Regions from separate parts of the Mus musculus genome. Here region 2 is linked to region 1. A link is a contact called in public HiChIP or PLAC-seq data. All regions are on one chromosome and are shown on one strand. Each heading gives the region's core, a stretch centred on a gene start, on an enhancer-like site or on the middle of the called end of the contact. The rest is flanking DNA. Distances are from core to core; before and after follow the strand shown. Region 1 overlaps Fez2 (fasciculation and elongation protein zeta 2 (zygin II)). Region 2 overlaps Vit (vitrin).

What was found. HiChIP or PLAC-seq counts read pairs in DNA pulled down with a chosen protein or histone mark.
Region 2: a CTCF HiChIP or PLAC-seq map of the NIH/3T3 cell line shows a contact between it and region 1, with 7 read pairs. The contact joins two enhancer-like sites. A contact is called at or near these places in 1 of 15 datasets of contacts at CTCF or cohesin (the NIH/3T3 cell line), 1 of 484 Hi-C or Micro-C datasets (nephron progenitors), 3 of 115 datasets of contacts at active chromatin or transcription factors (embryonic fibroblasts, extraembryonic endoderm stem cells and trophoblast stem cells) and 1 of 9 other capture datasets (adipose tissue).

Annotation. Positions count from the first base shown.
Region 1 is chr17:78,390,317-78,394,651 of GRCm38.p6, reverse strand. The region is part of intron 5 of Fez2 (fasciculation and elongation protein zeta 2 (zygin II)); the gene reads left to right. Among named protein-coding and RNA genes, the nearest start is that of Gm32336, 7.8 kb to the left of the region's middle. Within about 2 kb of position 1,996, at least 36 of the 459 cell types and tissues checked have an H3K27ac peak or open chromatin away from gene starts, as enhancers often do. A contact at or near this core is called in the NIH/3T3 cell line and trophoblast stem cells, where this site is marked.
Region 2 is chr17:78,569,541-78,573,875 of GRCm38.p6, reverse strand. The region is part of intron 4 of Vit (vitrin); the gene reads right to left. All of the region lies in intron 1 of Gm32573 (a long non-coding RNA gene), which reads left to right. Among named protein-coding and RNA genes, the nearest start is that of Gm32573, 17 kb to the left of the region's middle. Within about 2 kb of position 2,200, at least 38 of the 459 cell types and tissues checked have an H3K27ac peak or open chromatin away from gene starts, as enhancers often do. A contact at or near this core is called in the NIH/3T3 cell line and trophoblast stem cells, where this site is marked.

The DNA.
Region 1 (4,335 bases), core at 747-3,246:
ACTTTTACATCTTTTTGTCTGTTTTTTCAGATGGTCTCCCTATAGCCCTAGCTGTCCTGGAGCTCTCTTAAGTAGATCAGGCTGGCCTCAAACTCACTGAGATCCTCCTGCCTCTGCCTCCCAAGTGCTGGGGCTAATGGTGTGGGCAACCACACTCAGCTCTGTGTTCACAGCTCAGGCAGTATCTGCTCTGCGTGTTTTTACTTTGTAAGCTTTGTACTATTGTTTTTCATTCATTCCTCATACCTTTCTAATGCTTTTTGCTTAATTTTAAGAACTTTGTTTTACTGAAAATTAAAACTACTATTCAATAAATTAGTACTTGATGATTGTCAAATTATCTAATTGGATGTGATTTATGGGGAATGGTAATTATGTTTTTAAATTAAATTAAATTAAATTATTTTAAAATTATGTGTATGTTTTGCACCACTTCAGTGCCTGGTGCCGACCCACAGAGGTCAAAAAAGTGTCATGTCCCCTGAAACTTGATTTTTTTTTCCCCCCGAGACAGGGTTTCTCTGTATAGCCATGGCTGTCCTGGAACTCACTTTGTAGTCTAGGCTGGCCTCGAACTCAGAAATCCGCCTGCCTCTGCCTCTGCCTCCCGAGTGCTGGGATTAAAGACCTGCGCCACCACCACCTGGCTCTGAAATTTGATTTACAGAGGGTTGTAAACCACTATGGGTTACTGGGAATAGAACTCAGGACCTCTGGCAGAGCAGCCAGTGCTCTTAACCAGTGAGCCATCTCTCCAGCCCTGTTTCACCCTCCCTTGAATTCCCCAAGCATAAGAATGTTAATGGCAGGAGGGCAGATGAGAATAACTTAAAAACAAAAAGTAGATGAAAAAAAGTAGATGAAAAGCTTCCCTTAGTTTTTTTTAACCTTTTATTTATTTATTTTTCCTAACACAGCTTGGTACTATAAGTTTGGAAGCTGCTCTCCCTAGTTAGAGACCTGTGTGGGTCGGTTCATATGAGGCCTGGAGCAGACACTCAGGCAGAAGTAACTCCAGTCTCCTGGCCTCCATCTTCGCTTTGCTTTCCCCTGTGTTAGATATGCTCATGGTTTGTTTGTGAAACTAGTTGAGCTGGTGAGATGTCCTACATAGAAAGAGTTGCTCTAGAGAACCATGGAAAGTTCTGGACAAACTCCCACGTCATGGCTTGTTCTTACTGCTTTTGAGTTTGCAGAAACTTCTCAGATTCTCTATGCTGAAAGACCTTCACAGCCTTAGCTGATTTCTAGATCTTGTTGTAGATTATTTCTTTCCGTGGTCTTCAGTTTAGTCTGCTGTGGCCTGCAGTCAGGAGCCCAGTGTTTCTCAGTTATCATTTTGTTTCTATTTGGACAACGTGATGCAGTTTCTGCTCTTCTGGACCAATGTAAAAGGATGTCATGGTTGCTTTTGGAAATGATGGCTAAGTGTTATTCCAGCACCCCATTTAAATGAATAGAGTCCAGACTTTTTAAAAAAAAAATTGATCTTTTCTAAGCTCATTGCTGAGTTCTGCCTGTGCATTACTTCATTTTAAACTGCACAACAGCCCCAGAAAGAATATTAACAGTATTCTTATTGCCTAATCTTGAATAAGCACGTTAGGTCTACAGGAGCCTTAGCTCAAAGAACTAGCAGGCACAGAGAGGAAGCATGGTGAGGGGTATTTAGAAGGGGTGGAGAATTCTCCAGAGGTGCAGAGCTCTCTAAAGAGAAGAGCCAGGAATGGCTTGGCTTTCCTTCCTTTGAGCCACGCAGGCAGGTTGTGCTCTGGCTCGGAGCTCTAACCTCCTTTATCTTTTAGATCTTGCTTACACTGTGTTTGTTGCTCCTGGTTTTGTCTGAAAAAAAAATTCCAGAGAATGGATGCTTTTGAGATTCTTAATTCATACCCTTGCCAGGGAAGGAAATTCTCAGAGGCAACTGAATAGTGACTGAAGGCTCTGGATTCTATGTCAAATAACCCCTTCCTTCCCCAGGCCTTGCTACACGACTTTGGTATTTTGTCTGTAGCAAGGGCAATAATAAGGCAAATACTGTAATGCTGAATCACCTTCCTGCCTATATAAGGGTTCACGCAAAACATTCCATTCCGAGCAGGACATTTTGTGGAACTTCGAACTCCTTCCTGAAGATGCCATGGGAGATAGCGTAGAGCCAGAGCTTCTCACTGTGTCACTTCTGTATTGGGCCATTTGGATTTTCTGCTTTTTGAGTGGGAATGCCAAATTGAACGGAAGGAAAACTGGCTTCTGGCACTCCTAATATTTTCATTAATCTTAATGATTCATTTTGATTAAAACATAACAGATCTCCAGCATTCTTCCTGTCTTTCGGTATTTATGGCCTTGAGACTTAGCAGCCAGTGCCTTGACATGTCTGTGGCCCCTCATTTTGATAAATGGTGAGCAGAGAAACGCCCCTTACTCCCCTCCCCACTTTCTCCCTCTCACTTACGAAATTTCTGTGGAAAGAATCCTTACTCTGGGCCAGGTTAGCACCCTAACCGCTGATACTGCCTCTGCTCTCCAGGTTGTAAGTGTAGCATTGCTCGGTGACATGATGCTTTCAAAAAGTCTTTCTCATTTGTCTTTGAAGTTTTATCTTCTAAAATTAATTTTATCCAAAAATGTGGTGTTTTTTTTTAAGATTTATTTATTTATTTATTTATTTATTTATTTATTATATGTAAGTACACTGTAGCTGTCTTCAGACACTCTGGAAGAGGGAGTCAGATCTCATTACGGGTGGTTGTGAGCCACCATGTGGTTGCTGGGATTTGAACTTCGGACCTTTGGAAGAGCAGTCGGGTGCTCTTACCCACTGAGCCATCTCACCAGCCCCTATTTTGTTTTTTAAATGATGGAACAGTTGTGAGGCAGGCTCTATCCTTGTTCTGTGGAGATCTTTCCACTCCCCCTCCCCCCCCCCCTTGCTGCATTCTCTGTCTTCTGCCTCCCCGACTTCTGCTGCTCCTTGTTATCAGCCTGGTGTTTAGCTGTGAGTTGCTAGTTGCTGCATCTCTTTATGAATCATGCCATTGCAGTATTTTGCCTGCCTTTGTTAATCTCCTGTTGATTTCCAAGATTCGATTCCTTAGTGGAAACGTCCAGAACTCCGTGCTTCACTCCTTTGATCAATAATTTTGTGTCCCATCATGCCACCATTCTCTGCTCACTCTTAGATGACTTTTTTCTTTTGGGTCATTTTTCTTTCTTTTGTCTAAGAAGAAGAGGCCTTGCTATATATATGGTAAACATTTTCCAGGTTCAGAGGCGCTTGACTTCTGGTGTTAAGGGTGTCACACCCAGAGTGTAGCAGGTAAATTTACAAGCTCTTCCTATGACCCAGGTCACTGTGACAGAGAGATGCAGGCGTCCCTGTTTCTCTCTTGAAAACAAACTTGTTTCTTCATAAGGAAAGAAAGCCGTAGCAGTAGACCATTGACGTTTCCTCTATACACTGCTGTTATCTTAGGTCAGTTACAGCCTCATGGTTATCTGATGGTCAATTTGTGTGTGTAGCTTTGGTTTGATGTGCCTTCTTAAAAAATAACATATCTTTTTGGCTGAGGGAATTTGTGTGTTCATAGACTGTTTAAATCTGACGTCCTTCAGGCTCTCTCTCTTGAACATCCTGAAGACTCAGGCCTCAGTAGGCGAGTCACGGTGCTCACCACACACCATGGCAGAACTGGAAGGAGACCCAGATCCCTGATTTGGAGTCTGGCTTTTTGCTGCGCAAGGTGACATTACATTTTTTTTTCCGGTTTCCAGATACTTTTGACTGACTGGCACATGGCTCCTGGATTCATGTAGAAATCTGCACCTATTTTACCAACATGCGTAGGGATTGCTCTAGCAGAGTGGTTCTCAGTTGGTGGGTTATGGCCTTCTAGGGTCTTGAACAACCCTTCCACAGGGGTTGCCTAAGATCAGCTGCATAAAGAGATTCATATTGTGATCCATGACAGCACAATTTCAGTTCTGAAGTAGCAACAAACATAGTTTTATGGTTGGGGGTCACTACAGCGTTGAGGAAAAGGTCCCAGCAGTTGGAAAGTTGAGAACCACTGCTATCCACTGCTGTAGAGTCTTGTGGCTTAGCCCATCCCTTAGGTCCTCATATGATGTGGACAAGGCTGTGCTTTTAGGGACATAAACGTGTACATGATCTGACTGTTTCTGTTGAATTCATGAAAAATTGATCTAATAAATCTCTCTGTGCCCCCACCCCAGTCTATCTTTCTTCAGATATTGTGCCCTGCATCTCCCACTAAAAATACGGTGAATGGCTGGGCACAGTAGCTTTTGGCATGTGCCTGTTGAGCTGAT
Region 2 (4,335 bases), core at 951-3,450, 180 kb before region 1:
AAACTGAGCATGGTGGTACAGGCCTTTAACCCCAGCACAAGATGGGGGGGGGGCAGAGGGGGAGGGGGAGGCAGGAAGGGGGTGGGGGAGAGGGGAAGGGTGGGAGGGAAGGAAGGAGAGACAGTCGGATCTCTGTGAGTTCGAGGTCAGCCTCTGCTACAGAGTGAGTTCCAGGATAGCCAGGGCTACACAGAGAGACCCTGCCTTTACTTCCCCACCCCCACCCCATGGTATTTCCCCCACTGGACGTGGCACCTGACCTCTAGGTCAGATGACCCCTTTTCCAGGTCAGATGACCCCTTTTCTGGGTCAAATGTCTGTTGTGCCAGCTAGAAATTCTCTTGCCTCTTATGATTTCTAGTTCTTTCGCTTTCCTAGTCCTATTCTTAACTTGTGTATTTTTTGGTCTCTTCTTTTTGTTTGTGTGTTTTTGTTTTTGTTTTTTTGAGACAGGGTTTCTCTGTGTAGCCCTGGCTGTCCTGGAACTCACTTTGTAGACCAGGCTGGCCTCGAACTCAGAAATTCGCCTGCCTCTGCCTCCTGAGTGCTGGGATTAAAGGCATGCGCCACCACGCCCGGCATAGGTCTATTCTTTTTAAAAATTAATTAATTACTTAATTTTTTTTAAAAGATAGGATCTTGCTACATAGACCTGAAACTCAGAAATTTGCCTGCCTTTGCTTCCTGAGTGCAGTGATTAAATAATGTGATACCACACCTAGCCCCTTCTCTCTATTCCCCTTCCTTCCTTCCTTCCTTCCTTCCTTCCTTCCTTCCTTCCTTCCTTCCTTCCTTCCTTCCTTCCTTTCTTCCTTCCCTTCTTTTGAGACAAGGTTCTTTCTCTAGGTATCCCAGGCTAGTCTCAAAGGCCGCTATATAAACCAGGCTGGTCCTCTTGCCTCTCTCCATACCTGACTTACTTCCTTTCTCTGGTCACGTCTGTATTTGTAGGTTGGCTTTGTACTCCTGAACTCAAGCCATTCCCCTGTCTCAGCCTCTGGAGTGCCTAGCACTATGACATGTACCGCTAGTTTGGAAGGAAAACTTTGTGCCTGAAAATTTCTAATTTGGCTTCGAGATAAAGCAGGATGAATCCAGTCACTTTAGGGAGCAGGTTACAGTTGTTGTAAGTACATGGTTCTTTGATTTAGGGCTAGAGATGGAAAAGACACCGCTAAATGAAACTCATTTGAAAAGAAAACTCAGGGCAGAGGGTGTAGCTCAGTGTTAGGGGGACTGATTAGCATGTGTGGGTCCCTGGGCTCCGTTCTTAGCACTGCGATAAGAAAAAAAAAGGAGAGAAAGGAGGAGGAGAAAGAGAAGGAAGGGTGAAGAGGAAGAGAAGGAAGAAGAGGAGAAAGAGGAGGAGGAAGAGGAGGAGGAAGAGGAGGAGGAGGAAGATGAGGAGGAAGAGGAGGAAGAGGAGGAGGAAGAGGAGGAGGAGGAAGAGGAGGAGGAAGAGGAGGAAGAAGAGGAGGAGGAAGAGGAGGAGGAGGAGGAGGAGAGGAGGAGGAAGAGGAGGAGGAAGAGGAGGAGGAAGAGGAGGAGGAAGAGGAGGAGGAAGAGGAGGAGGAGGAGGAGGAAGAGGAGGAGGAAGAGGAGGAGGAAGAGGAGGAGGAAGAGGAGGAGGAAGAGGAGGAAGAGGAGGAGGAAGAGGAGGAGGAAGAGGAGGAGGAAGAGGAGGAGGAAGAGGAGGAGGAAGAGGAGGAGGAGGAGGAGGAGGAAGAGGAGGAGGAGGAAGAGGAAGAGGAAAAGAAAAGAGATCTCTTGATAGTTGAAAATGATTCCTTAATTTCTAGGATTTTTTTACCAGCTCTTTCGTCCTGATGTCTAGGGACTGGTATATCTATCTATCTGTTAAGCAGAAGGCCCACCTGAGTTCCTAAGTAGCACCTTGCTCCAGTCTCCCATGGCTCCTCTGGGTATCTCTATTTTACGGCATATGAATAAAAAGCACAAGGATTAGCTCCCATCAGCACCTCCAGGGTGAAGGCTGCCATTTCCTTGCTCTCCCAACTCCACAGTGACTCAACAACTTTCAACACTCAGATTCCGATGGCCTTGAACAACATGATGATAGCATTTGACGTGTAAAAGCACTTAAAGGCTTTAAAATAACCTCACTCAGGTCTCACTGCGCCTTCCCAGCAAACTTCAGAGTGACCGGGCTGGGAGGAGGGAATGTTGTTATTCCCTGTTCCATAGAAACAGGCAGCTCCAAGAGTGAGTCACCCAAGGTTTTGTAACTAACGCTTTGCAATCGCTTATCTGAATGCAGGCAGGCCTCACTGATCTCAAATCATGGGTTCAGCCCTGTTGGTTGTGGTACTTCCTTAGGGTTCACAAGCACAAATACCTCCCCTTCCAATTTCTTGTCACTCCCTGTAGCCTTCACTGCTCCACCATGGGGTCTGGGTAGCCCTCTGCTGCTGACCAACCTTGCCATTCCATTCACGTGGCTTACATTGTGCTGTTCTCTTCTCTGGGCCCCCTCTGTCTCCATGTCCTTCCTCACAGAGAGCCTGACACCATCTTGCTTCTGCAACCCTATTAGACTTTTGCTCTCACAACGTACTTGGTGATCTACTGTCTTGTACCACCTCTAACGAATTCTGGACTTAATGTGGTTTGTTAAGTAAATAAAAAAATATTTTAAAAAATGGATTAAACCTGGCTCTGTGGTGCAATGGATAGCGCATTGGACTTCTAGACAAAAAACGGATTAAAAATATTTTTTATGTGTAGGTATTTGGCCTGTATGCATATATGTGCACATGCATGCCTAGTGCCCACAGAGGCCAGAAGAGGGCATCTGATCACCTGGAACTGGAGTTACAGATATCTGTGAGTCCCTGTGTAGGTGCTGGAAACCAATCATGGGTCTTTTGGAAGAGCAACCAGTGTTTTTCACTAGTGAGCCATCTCTACAGCTCCCGGAAAAATCCCTATGGAAAGGATAACATTTTATTTTTCTGTGTAAGCCTACTTATCAGTGGGTTGGGCAGGGGATTCTTATACCAGCTTTGGGAGCCAGTTGTTAACTAACCTTGCAGGATTTCACAACCCAGTTGACTTGACCTTGGGGTTTGAGGTCAGTCATCTTAAGAGTGTCTATATGTGGAAATACACTAACGAGGCCTGTCTCCCTTCTGTCGCCTTGGTGGAGAATTTATCACTAGACTCTGCACAGACATGTGCGTGGCTTTGAAGTTCACCTCCTTCCTGACACAGCGCCTGGGATCTGAGATAAACTTAGGGTCAGTTTCCCAGCTCGGAGAGGGAGCATAAACCGCTGAGCCAGCTGTTGAGTGGCAGCTGTTCAGAGGTCAGGCATACACTTAGAAAACCTTCAGGAAGAGGGCTTGGCACAGACATGGTCTCCTCATTGATCCATCTTAGGAAGAGCTCTCTCTTTTTTACCAAGTGCTTGCTTCTTTGCCTTTACGTATTTGGGTTAAGACCTGCTATATTGCTTAGTGTATAAAAGTGCTTGCCGACTGTGAGGAGACTTTTCTTTTCTTCTTTTCTTTTCTTTTCTTTTCTTTTCTTTTCTTTTCTTTTCTTTTCTTTTCTTTTCTTTTCTCTTCTCTTCTCTTCTCTTCTCTTCTCTTCTCTTCTCTTTTCTTTTCTTTTCTTTTCTTTTCTTTTCTTTTTCTTTTTTCTTTTCTCTCCTCCCCTCCCCTCCCCTCTCCTCTTCTTTCCTTCTCTTTTCCTTCCTTCCTTCCTTCCTTCCTTCCTTCCTTCCTTCCTTCCTTCCCTCCCTCTCTCCCTCCCTCCCTCCCTCCCTCCCTCCCTCCCTCCCTCCCTCCCTCCCTCCCTCCCTCCCTTCTTCCCTCTTTCCTTCCTTTCATCCTTCTTTCCTAGGTAGTTAGCCCAGTGAGGACTCATATTTCATGAGCATTCCCTGATCCTTTGCATGGATTTGCCAATCATGCCAGATTGCAAAGTCAAGCTTCGCAGATGGGGTAGGATGCAGTCACAAGACATGAGGAATAAAATACTGGAGCCATGTTGGCCCCGTGTGTAACTAGCCCAGTTTGGGTTCCGGTTACACTCTCTTTACAAAGAGAACAGCCTTGCTTTCTTTGTTTGTTCCTTTGGCACTGACATTATTTCTGACACCAACTAAGCCCAAAACCCATGCAAGGAAAAGCTATGTGAAGTGGCATGCATTTGTAATGAGGACTTTGGCTGAGAGATGGTGGGGGGACACCGTAGAGTGACCTTCAAAGTAGCTCACGGGTCAGCTAGCCTGAGGCATGCAGGATGGCAGAATGAAGAAAGACCCTGCCTCAATACAGTGAAAGGAGAGAACTCCCCGAAATTGTCTTCTGG